Linked DNA regions of Anser cygnoides: region 1 is linked to region 2. A link is a contact called in public Hi-C data. All regions are on one chromosome and are shown on one strand. The core of a region is the stretch at or near the end of the contact, and the rest is flanking DNA. Distances in the headings are between cores, read along the strand shown. Region 1 holds the start of PTRH2 (peptidyl-tRNA hydrolase 2). Region 2 has its middle 9.3 kb from the start of DHX40.

Region 1 (5,407 bases), core at 81-2,580, 61 kb after region 2:
ATCAGAAACTGCACTAAGTTAGCCGCAGCTATCCCCTGCTGTATGGGGCAATCTTTAGCTGCTCTGGCAGCCAGGCTGTTGTGAATTACAAAATCAATCTAAAATATCCTCGTGCAAGGCAACGGTGGAGGGGAACCTTCTATTTTTGGCACAAGATAACCTTCTCTAATGCTTGTATCCAGTCAATAAAGCAGACAAAATGTTAAATCATCAGCTGCACAAGTCTTACAAATGCTTGGTTCCTCCTGCTTAGGGTAGGAAAATTCAGCTCTGCTTCTCCTCTCTACCCAGCTTAGTGTTTTCTTTCCCGCTTTAGCATGTAATACAGAAGCTAGAGAAACTTATAAACAGCATTAAATTTTGCAAGTTTAAGTTTTTTACAAAAAAAAAAGATATTTATTTTTACTGAGAGCATATGGAATCATCCCAACTTCTGGATTTCACCCCTCAGTACTGACGCATACCAACGCGCTGGCGCTTATTTGGGCCCCGGCTCAGAAGAGCTTTAGGTGCCCGGACACTTGATCCACCACATCGGCCGGGCCCGGCCCGATGCCGAGCACCGTCTGGGAGCCGGGGGCGATCTGCGTGCGGCCGGCGTCCCGCACCAGGCTGACGGTGAGGCCCAGGCGCCTGGCCTCGGCCAAGAGCTGGATCAGCGTCTCTTCGTCGGGAGCCCTGAGGACCACCTTGGGCTGCCCGCAGTACTCCCACTGCTTCAGCACCTCGGGCGTCCTCCTCTGCGCCTGCTTGTAGGCCGACACGGCGGCGTGGCAGCACTGCGCCGCCACCTTCCCCTTGCCCATCTTGAGGTCGTTCCGCACCACCAGCACCAGCTTGAACTCCCCGTCCTCCCCGGGCACCGCCGCCTCAGCCCCCGCTCCGCCCAGGGGCTCCGCCGCCGCCCGGGCCCGGGGGTGCCGCAGGAGCCGCCCGCGGAGGCCCCAGCCGAGGCAGAGGCCGCACGCCACGCCCGCCACCAGCCCGAGCAGCCCCGCCTTGCCCAGCTGCTCCATGGCGGCACCGGGCGGCGGCTGCGGGGGGGCGGCCGGGGGCTGCTCGGCCGTGCTGCGGCTCCGGGGGGTGCCTGCAACGAGAGAGGGAGGGAGCGAGGACGTTAGGGCCGGGCCGGGCCGGGCCCGTTAGAGCCGTTAAAACCGGGCCCGGCCCCGCCCGTTCCCCCCCCCCGCCCCTTACCGCCGCCGCCGCCTCCACGCTGCCACCAGGCCTCGCCGCCGTCGCCAGGAAGTGACGCCAGCACGCCGAGGGGCGGGGCCCCGCCCGCCGCGGAGAGCGCCCGAGGGAACAGGGAGCGGGCGGTGCGGTGCGGTACGCAGGAAGTGACGTCAGCGGGGCGGGCGGGCTCCGCCTCCCTACTTCCGGGTTGGCCCGGGCCCAGCGGGAGCAGCCGGGGCGCAGCGCGGTGAGTGCGGGCGGGCGGGGGCGGGGAGCTCGGGGTCGCTCGGCTCCCCCGGGGCACCTCAGGCCGCTGTGGAGCCGCCCCCGCCGCCCCCAAACCCGCTCCCGGCCGCCGGTCCCTCCTCAGGCCGGCCCCGGGCCCCGCGGTTTCCATGGCAACAGCCCCCGGGGCCGGCCGCTGAGGGGCTGGGGGCGGCCTGAGGGAGCCGGGGGGCGGCTTCGGGCGGGCCCCAAGGCACCGGGGGGTCCTCGCGGCCCCTCCTGAGGGGAGGGAAGCGGCTGAACGGGGCTGGCGCCCGCGGCTCCGACCGACACCGCCAGGCGGTTACGGAGCGCCCTGAGGCAGCCGGGCGCCGGTTTTGCAGCCCGGGCGTTTGGAGGCGTTTCGGGGACCCGAGGGGAGCGGAGCTGCGGGCGTGCGGCCGTGGCGCTGCGGAACCGGGGTTAACCCCTGAGATCCCCCCGAGAAGCTGCACGGCTTCGGTACCGGTCTCTGCTCCTGCCCTCGTTCTCCGTGCTGCCGGAGCCGGTGCCCGCCAACAAGGGGGTGCCCTGCTTTAGTTAGCGCTAAGGATGTGGGCTGAGCGCCCCGAGGTGGGTGGCTGTGAGGTTATGCCTTTATTCCTCGGAGCGCGCCAAAGGGGCTTCGTAACGTCAGCCTGCTTTTATTTCCACAGCACGGGACGGGCTCTTTGTTATTGTTATTTCTCACTGGTAATAGGCGATGGTTATAACGATTGCCTCACCCCGCGCTTTCGGATCAGAGTCTGAAATAGCACGTTTGCCGTCGTGCAGTGGGAGGTTAGCGCTGCTTGTTAATTTGAGCTTCTTGCCCTACTTAGCAGGTGAAATCAACGGTGCTGGTGATTTCTGGGGGAAGGAGGGGGCTTGGTAGCTTTGAAGTGGGAAGTGGCAGTGAGAAAGGGGAGGGCGCTGGAAGCGGGTGTTGGCCTTCAGCTGGGAAGTCTGCGCTGTTCCCACTTCAAAGAGTCTTTTCCTGGGGCTGTCTTTGAATAGCCTTGGAATCTGTCATAACTGTCTGACTGCGTCCTGTGAATACCTATTGTTAGGATGTTAATGCGTGCTTTGAGACTTCCTTTTATTTCTTACTGAGTTCTGTTTCTAAAACAAACCCAAACCTACTACACTTCAGGAGCAATAGTTAGAGCAGAGCAGGTTTTTTGTGGCTCAGCTGTGAAGAGAAGCCATCACCTTCGGTTAGACCTTTACCTTCAGTGCCATGTGGAGAAGTGTGAGCTGGCTGGACTTTGCCATCCCACAGGAGCGAAGGGTGCAGCCGTGAGGCTGTTGCAACACCGAGCATGGGACACGGGACAGCACCTGGCTGGGTTTGGTGTCACGCTGACCTGACAGACCCGGGGGACATTAAGACGTGAGGCAGGCAGCCTCGTGTATTGCTGACTTGTTGAAAAAATGTTCTCCTCTCTGGCAAGGCTCCGAAGTAGCCCCTGTGCTTCACCCGGCGTGGGCAGGCCGTTCTCGGTGCGTGGCCGAGGCAGCCGTCGTGTAACCGCGTTGCTTCGAGGCAGAGGCTGCGAATGCCTGTGAAAAGCGGAGGAAGTCTCAGGAGAATGCTTCGGCCACCGTTCTCCCTGGGACTTGTTAGGTACCTCTGTTCCTTTTGTCTCTGTTGCACTCGATCGGTGCCGCCTCTTCCAGCAGCAGCAGCACCGTGGTTTAACGGCTGGGCTCGCTCGGGCATCTTGCTGCGGGGACGCTGCCCCCCCGGCACCTAGAGCAGAGGATAAGGGCACAGCTCCGAGCAAACTGCTCTCTGCGCCGCTGCTGGAGGAGCTCGAGGAGCTGATTCTTAGGGCTGGGTTCATACTCTTATTTTTCTCACCCTTGGTTCTCTCCTGCTTAAATTTTAGCAGGGCCTTTTTGTGCAGGCTCCGTTGTTTTGTGACAGCTCCTGTGACCTTTCTATCCTCCCTGCTTTTTGGAAGCACGGGGATTCTGCCGATGAGAGCTTGACTGCCACCTTCAGACCCTCTGCCAAGCCGTTAACGTGCATGGATTTCCTTATGGCCCTCTGAAACCAAGGACGTGAAAGACGCTGTGTCAGCTTAGTCACCCGAATATTAAGTTGTTTTATTTTTTCCCGAGCTGCGTTGCCCTCTCTTCAAAGCCCTTCTCTCTGCTGCTACCGTTCTTCCCAAGTGATGGGTTTTGGTGGAAGAGCTGCTCGGGCGTACGCACTGTGCCCTCGCCAGGAGGCAGCGGTCGGTGCTGCGATGGTGCTCCTCGCTGAACCCCTGCTGGAGGGAGGGCGTGAAGCACGCGAGGAGCGTTGTAGCGCTGCCTGATTCAAGACATGGATATAGCTGAGCTGGAAGCTTGAGGAACTGAAGGTAGCAGGGCAGCCCAGCACTAGGGAGGGCTCCCGTGATGCCCTCACAGCGGCATGTGCCACCCTCAGAAAGCCGCTTCCCGGGTATTGCAGCAGCCTGGCAAGCTCTGTCCCCGTTAGAGGAGCTGCCTCCTTCCCTAAGCTGCCATCTGCCCCCTAGGCCTGCTGCGCCCGCCTGCGTGAGGAGCAAGGAGCTCAGACCCGGCCTGTGCCCTCCCCTGGGGCACGGCGTGCTGTGCTGGCCATGCTCACGTTCCCAGTTTTGTAGTTTTCTTTTTTATTTAAGGAGTTCCTTTGAGCTTTCCGCAAGAGCTCGCAGCGAAGACCTGGGCAACCTGAATTTTGTCTTTGCTGCCGTCTTCATGCCTTTCCACCCATGCGTTGTGTGATGACTTTATTATACTAACTGATTCTAGTGCTGGATCTACACAGACAACCGTCAGTGTTTGTGGTTCACTTGAGAAGATTCACTGGAGAACAGTTCAATATACGCAGCCTTATCAGCAGAATCACAACTTCTCTTAACCCCAGAAGAAAAAGCGTGGCATCCCTGAAGCTCGTGTGACAACATCAGTCTGTGCTTTCCGAAGAGATGTCCCAAAATCTTTTTGGAAAAACAGAAATTTTAACTCTAAATTGTAAGATGACTTTTTTTGAAACTTCGTCTGGTTAGGAGTTGGAAAATAGGTCGGGTGCACAGAGGCATAACCCACAAAATGGAAACCTGTAGTCTTTAACTGAATTAGTTGTCCTGTCCGTTGAGGGATTAAACTACTTTAGTTAGAAAAACATTTTTAGGATGGGAATAAATGCACTCATATGAAAGTAGCCCGTAATAGCTACGTCTATAGAGATTTCGAACGTCTTTCAGATGTGTCCTAATTTATTTTAATTGAATGCTTCCCCTGAGTCTTAAGGGACTGGAAAAATAAAGCAGGTACTTTTTATATTTTCCGTGGCTTTAGGAAAGTTATTAACCTTCAAGTCAGGGACCCTGGCAGTCCTGTATCACGTGATGAGCAGTGTTACCTTGCTCTGTAGGGACAGAAGGTTTGGAAGAGCGCTCACTTTGGTCTTGAGTGCCTACAAAGCTAAGGACGTAGTTGTCTGTTCCGCTGGCTTTGAATACAGAAGAGGCGGTGAAGAGTGGCGCGGTTTTACGGAGCTGCAGGGGTACGTAACGTTTCACTACAGGACTGGTCTCGTCCTTTATCTAAACGTGTTCTTGTGCAGGCAGTCGCTGGGCTCTGAAGGAGAGTGCTCCCAAAACCTTTACTCGGCTGAGGAGCGGTGAGCTTACTCCCTGTGTAAATCGTTGAGCATCCGATCTCTGAAACAAAACCGTGTTGCAGGTGTGTAAAGCTGTCTGGCTTAGTGCGGCTGGTTACACCTGTGAGGGTCTACCTTTTGTTCTCCTTGTTGTAACTGAAGAACAGCGACCCAACGCGGGGAGCTCCAGCAGCCTCCCCAGGACTTCGGAAAGAAGAGACTTTTGTCCTTTTCTTTGGTTACCGAGTGCAGAAGTTGCAGTGTGCGATGTTCCCGTGTCCTAACGGCTCGTTAGGCTTTGTTCGCTTAGGCTGCGAAGTGCCAGTCGCAGTCGTGATCAGCCCTTTT
Region 2 (5,756 bases), core at 309-2,808:
CCAACAGCGAGAAAACCTATTTCGAACCAGAGACTGGAAACATTTGGGCTAATCCCAGGTGAAAGCTGATTAAAGGCTCGGAGGCGCAGATCTGGAGCGTGTCCTGTCGGTCCGCAGAGCCCCCAGCTGCACCCCAAGGAAACGGGGCTCAGCACCGGGGCACTGGGGCAGCGTCCCCTGGCCACGCAGATGGGGCCAGGACCTCGCTGTGCCTCGAGCTCGGCTCCGTCCCCGGCTGCTCCCGCTGCACCCGTTCGAAGCAGCGTGAGCGGCTTCGTCCTGCGGGCAGGAACTGGCCCAGGGTGAGGAGCCCACTGGTGTCCGGCACTTTTACATCCTCCATCTCCTGCTTTTCCTTTTTGTTCATGCATTATTAAATTCCCCATTGGGGTGATCAAAAAGGAACAAAAAGGAGTTGGCTGCTTAAGCAAGGAGCGACTGTTTAAACTGTGGAGTTTGACGTGTTCTGGGTTACAGCTGAAATTGCCAAAACAGGCAAAAACACTGCTCTGGTCAATGATAAACACAAGGCACAGCACAGCTCTGCGATTCCCAGGGTGCTGTAGGGGCTTTTGTTGCACAAAGTGCATGGAGCTGAACGCTGACCCTTGCTGGGAGGAGGGCAGAGCTTTGTGCTCCTTCCAGGCTGGCGAGCGCGGGCATCGCTGGCCCTTCAGCGAGGGGTCGCCCGAATTGGCGACGTGGCAGTGAGTGTGTTTGCCCTGTCCATATCCAAGCAAAATATTTAGACTTTGGCCACTGCTTTCAGGGTCCTGTAAATCAGTTGCAATTAGGGAAGCGAGCCCCCGTGGGGTTTATGACCTGCGTGGGCAGCCCTGCAGACCGGTGCTGGCCTGTAGGGCTGGGCCCTCCCGGTTTAAACCTTTGCTCTTATCCATCTTGCCCTTGAATTGCTGCAGAAACGCGGCACAACAGCAGCCCCTTGTCCGAGGCTCACAGCTTCCCAAGCACACGACCCTGCAAACAGATGCCGGGTCTTGTGCATTGCAGCTTGCAAAACCACAGTGCTTCCTACAGGTATAAATGCTGAATGCTTCAGCTGTAGCACGCCTGGCACTGCCAAATGCTGCTGTGCCGCTGCTCCAGCTGGGTAAATATTAAGCAGGCTGGAGCTCGACTCCGGGCAGTGCTTCGGCAAACAGCATTCAGTGTAAACACAATGTAATTTCCTTTCCAGAAAAATATTTACTTACCTCTCTGGTCACTCTCGAATTGAAAGCACATTTAAAGCAGGAGTGTAAGGAATTGCTTAGATTGGATTTTTTTATTTTTCTCTAAACTAAAAAGGGGGGAAGCGAGCAGGCTGTGCGAGGAGCAGCTGTGCCCTGCAGCTTTCTAAAGCCCTTGCTCCAGGTGTTTATGCGCTGTCGCACATAAATCACACCTCGGACCATGAGCCCTTGTATCTAATCAGGGGCTCTCAGTGTTTAAAATACTGCAGAGCCCTGGCTGTGCAAACAGCCCCGAGCACCTCCTGCCCCCCGTGTCCACCCACACCAAGCAAAGTCCTGGGCTAGCTCTGCATGCAACCCCTTGTTTGCATACATTTGCATACATCTGAAGGCAGAAGGTGAGGTGGGAGTGATGCTTCTACTTATTGATGCTCAGCCACCTCCCTGGGCCATACACGTGGGGAGCGATTCGGGCACCGGCCGGGCAGGCTGCCGTATCCCCCGGTATTTATGCCCTGCACCAAATCAGAGTTCCCTGTGCCAGGAAGCGCAGCAGCTTTCTGTGCGGTGGTTCAGGGAACACCAAAAGCAAATTCAGCTCCACTGGCAGTCAGCAGTGCTCCCCGCAGCGAGGGAGATGTCCGGTGAGTTAAATATGGTTTTAGGAATTAGTAGTTTTTATGTCTCTTTGGAAAACTAGCTCCGACCAGTCATTTTCTTCCCAATAAATGCAAAAGGTGCCACTAAATCTCATTTTTAAAAAGCCCGGCCCATAACCTGAGGCACCTGGCCACTTCCCCTCGCCCAGCCTGAGCTTGTGTCATGAAATGAGCTCAGAGCACCCAGCCCTGCCCAGGCTGGGGCTGTATGGTATCGTAGCAGCCTGGCTCTGGCCTGCGGGCAGAAGCAGCGCAGGTCTGGATGCGCCCGGAGCCCCGCGCTGGGGACGTGCAGGGCAGCGCGAGCCCTCCTCAGGCTGAGCTGTGCCCCCCGACGTCGCTATTTTTGCCTGGATTAGAGGGAAATTAAAATTAATCCTCAGAGTTCAGGGAGATCTCTGGGGTTTAGCGTTTTTTTCCTGATCGTTCGTTATTTTTAGCAGCCGCTTTTTATTTTTAGCATCTCGCAAGTGCTGCAGGTACTTGAGCTCCCGCCCCACGTCCTCATCACTGCGTGGGCACCGGCGAGCTCAGCAGTCGGCCCCGTCTCCCTCCCTCCCACTGCCCCACTTCGTTAGCTTGAATCCTTGAATCTTTCTGCTGCATCACGTCTTTGCTTCCCGTATTAGCGTTTTAGAGAGAAAAACCCTTCCTGTGAGCAGCGAAGGGCAACTTCTCCTCTCCCACTCCCTTGCTCTGCATGGAGACGCGGCCTACATGGGAAGCAACCCACAAATTTCACACTTGGAGATCAAAGGACTGAAAACGTTTGATCTCCTTACCTTTTTAATTGCTACACCCCCAGCGGCCCGCCCAGGGCACAGGACTGTGCCCCGCAGGCACCCAGCCCGGGCTTCGTGTGTGGCCACGGGGCTTGGCGTCCTTTAAGATCAACCCGTGCAGGTGTCGTTGTTGAACGCAGAGGTTAATATTTAATTAGACACTATTTCTGTCAGATGACAGACACCGTGCATGCTGCCTGATCCTAGAGCCGATCGCAGCAGCCCAGCGTTTTCTATTTCTCTTTAGGACGTTCACATGAGCAGGCGATGCTGCCTCCATCTCGGGGGACAGGGTTTGCATCCATAAAAGCACCGAACATGCTCATTCCTCGCCCCTATTTTGCACCCCGCTCCCTTTTTGCACCGCAGATCATTCGTGTGCATTTGCTGCTGCACACCTGTGAGCCCGGGGTCTCTTTGGTGGCTGCTGCAGCTGCCCTGCTGCCAAGCACGGGCCGAATCTCTCCTGGCCTGGGTCCGCCACCTCGCCTCTCCCCGCGTGCCGCGGGCTGCACGTGAGCGGCCCCGCTTCGGGCGGCGGCGAGGATTGATTTCTTGATTACAGTCTAACGCGTGGTATAATTAAGGAAATCCTCACGCTTCTGAAAGTCATTAGGAGACGGTTAATTGGGATGGGGCTGGGAGCTGCCTGCTGCGGGGGGGGGCACATGGTGGCTCCCCAGGGCTCAGAAAATATTGCGAGCTGCAGCTGCCGCTCCTGGTCCTGGCCAGCCACTCGGGTTTGGTTTTATTTTTTGCATCTTTTCTTTTTTCTTTTTTTCATTTTATTACATCTTTGAAGACTGTTTCCATGTCTCTCTCCAGCCTTTCCTCCTCCAGTCTTGGCACAGATCGTATTTGCCATATTTCTGCTCATCGCCGGTGCTTTTCTCCTGATGCTTCCCAGCCCGACAGGCAGCGCCCCGAGCTGTGCACCGCGATCCAGCCTCAGGATGCAGGGTGCAGCGATGCTCCTTTCCCAGCCGTGCTATGCCCTGCTCTTGGCTGTAACATTTTACGAAGGTGAAATTCTACCTGCAGCCTACCAGCTCCCAAGTGGTTTCTTTTCCTTGATAATTTCTCCCTGGTTTTGCACTCGTTTTCTTGTTTGGGACATCAGAAGAGGTGCCAGACTGCCCCGGGGGGGTTGCAGAGTGGTGCCAGGGCAATGCAGAAATGCAGTTCATGCTGGGAGTGGTTGGCTGCGTCACAAACCTGTTTTATTCGTGAAATGTTAATCGAATAGTAAATTGTAGATCTGCTAAGTAGATGGGGTGAAAAGATCAATTCACAGTAGGCAGAGGAAACCATATTTCAAGGCAGAAAAAACTAATTAGGGAAAAAACAGTATTTCTGTCAGTGTGCACTAGCGTAAGTTACCAACGCGTGTACTAGACGTGTCTGATGAGCTTTTCATGTGGAAATTATTACAGGTGGATGGATTTTCAGTCGCACAGATGCGTAAGTGCGTCGTGCTTGTGGAGTTTGGTTTTGCTCACCCTGCAGTGCCGTGTAAAACTGCTGCAGCATCATAAGCATGTGGGTGGCCACTGAAGAAAGGGGGGGGAACTATGACAATAATTTTTTTTGGTCGTGCCTTGGAACAGAAGACAAACGGGAATCTGACCACATCCCCCGGCACTCGGCAGTGATTTGAAAATCCACAGCACGCGGTGTGCTGAGGCAGTGTCCGGCACTGCAAGGAGTAGGACCAGCAAGCGCTAATTCTGATTTTTTAATGCATCACGAACCAGCTTACTGGAGTCTATCCCGTGCTGCATCTCAGTTAAACATCTCAAAATGCAGGGGAACAGGGGAAAAAAGAAAAGATTTCAAATTATCATCAGCAATGCAGTTTACCCAGGGTTTGAATGTGATGGAGAAGTTCTAAATCCCGGAGTGAGTGACAGATTCAGGTGGCAAATACTCTGGAAAGAAGCCCAGTGCCGGTGGTCCCAGTGGTGCCAGAGGGGCAGGGTGCAGCCCTGCAGTGCCTGTGAGAGGCTGAACTGGAATCCCACATGCTGCGAAAAGATCTGATCCCCGACACAGGCTGCGCTTTCAAGGTCATTTCGTTCTGCTTCAGGGTGCAGGGAATTGTATTTCTGAGCTTTTCCAGATTAAGGGACATATGAGCAGCAGGCCTGAATTTCTCCTTGGCTTTTTGTGGTTTTTGCTTAGGCTTGGAGTGTCAGTCAAGATGCTCGTGTTTAAGTCAGGAAACCTGGACTGTGCACAAACACCAAGAGACTCCCTCTTACAGGGCAGTTTGCTGCAGAGCATTTCATACGCAGTGCAAGACGTGCTGGACTTAGGTACCTGCTCTATCCAGCCTGGGATGGATCCAGCACTGCACCACCAAGGTCTCAGGCACGTCAGGCTTTACCTGGGCTATGTAACGGGGAGCCCAGGTAAAGTACAAAGGTTCCTTGTACAAAAAAATAGCTAATACTCCCCTAGCCCTGGCAGTGAGACAAGGCAGTACGAACCTCTGAGTGCCTTGGACACCTGAAAGTACAGCTCAGCTGTGCCACGTTCTAGCACTCTTACCCCAAATAATCTGTAGTCTACCCAGTTAAAGAACTCCTTCAGCTCCTCAACTCCACATATGTGGGAAGCACAGTGCTCAGCACTGGGCATCATTGAGTGAGTCTAGATCAAATAGAGCGAAACAGACAGTTCTGATGCTGAAGTCATTAAATCTTTGGCTAAGCTAAAAAGGCAGAGTGAATAATGTTTTTAATATGCTCAGGAAATCCTCCATATCGGATGAGATCAGAAGAAGCCATTAGCAAGGACAGATGGGGATTCTTCTCCAAACAAAGGCAGATACTGAGTAATTGCAGTTCTATAAACACAGCATCACTTAAAATATTCAATAATTCACCCAGCATCTGGGGAAACATCAAAACTTTGTATTTAATATAAAGGTGGATGGGTGAAAAATAATTAGGACCCTTACAGTTCCACACTTACTTTTCTAATCTGTATTGTGCTCAGGCCATTATATATTTAAAGGGTTTATTCTGTGCTAATGGGAATGGTATTGCCAAATTCATCTCATGCTCAGAGACGAGCCTTCACCATCTTTGTTCTTCTGAATTAAAGGACAGAGGCAAGGA

What was found. Hi-C and Micro-C count contacts between places; a contact is called where the count stands out from the background.
Region 1: a Hi-C map of liver shows a contact between it and region 2, with 1.7 times the contacts expected there. The contact joins the promoter of PTRH2 here to the enhancer-like site in region 2. A contact is called at or near these places in 2 of 7 Hi-C or Micro-C datasets (both in liver).

The regions. Positions count from the first base shown.
Region 1 is chr18:9,832,198-9,837,604 of Taihu_goose_T2T_genome, forward strand. It overlaps PTRH2 (peptidyl-tRNA hydrolase 2), which reads right to left and starts at 1,331. Exons shown (of 2, transcript XM_048074196.2): 1 at 1,198-1,331; 2 at 368-1,087. The coding sequence starts at 1,016. The coding sequence ends at 495. It overlaps VMP1 (vacuole membrane protein 1), which reads left to right and starts at 1,283. Exons shown (of 12, transcript XM_048074188.2): 1 at 1,283-1,423.
Region 2 is chr18:9,771,158-9,776,913 of Taihu_goose_T2T_genome, forward strand. No RefSeq gene overlaps it. Among named protein-coding and RNA genes, the nearest start is that of DHX40, 9.3 kb to the right of the region's middle. Within about 2 kb of position 1,559, at least 2 of the 3 cell types and tissues checked have open chromatin away from gene starts, as enhancers often do. A contact at or near this core is called in liver, where this site is marked.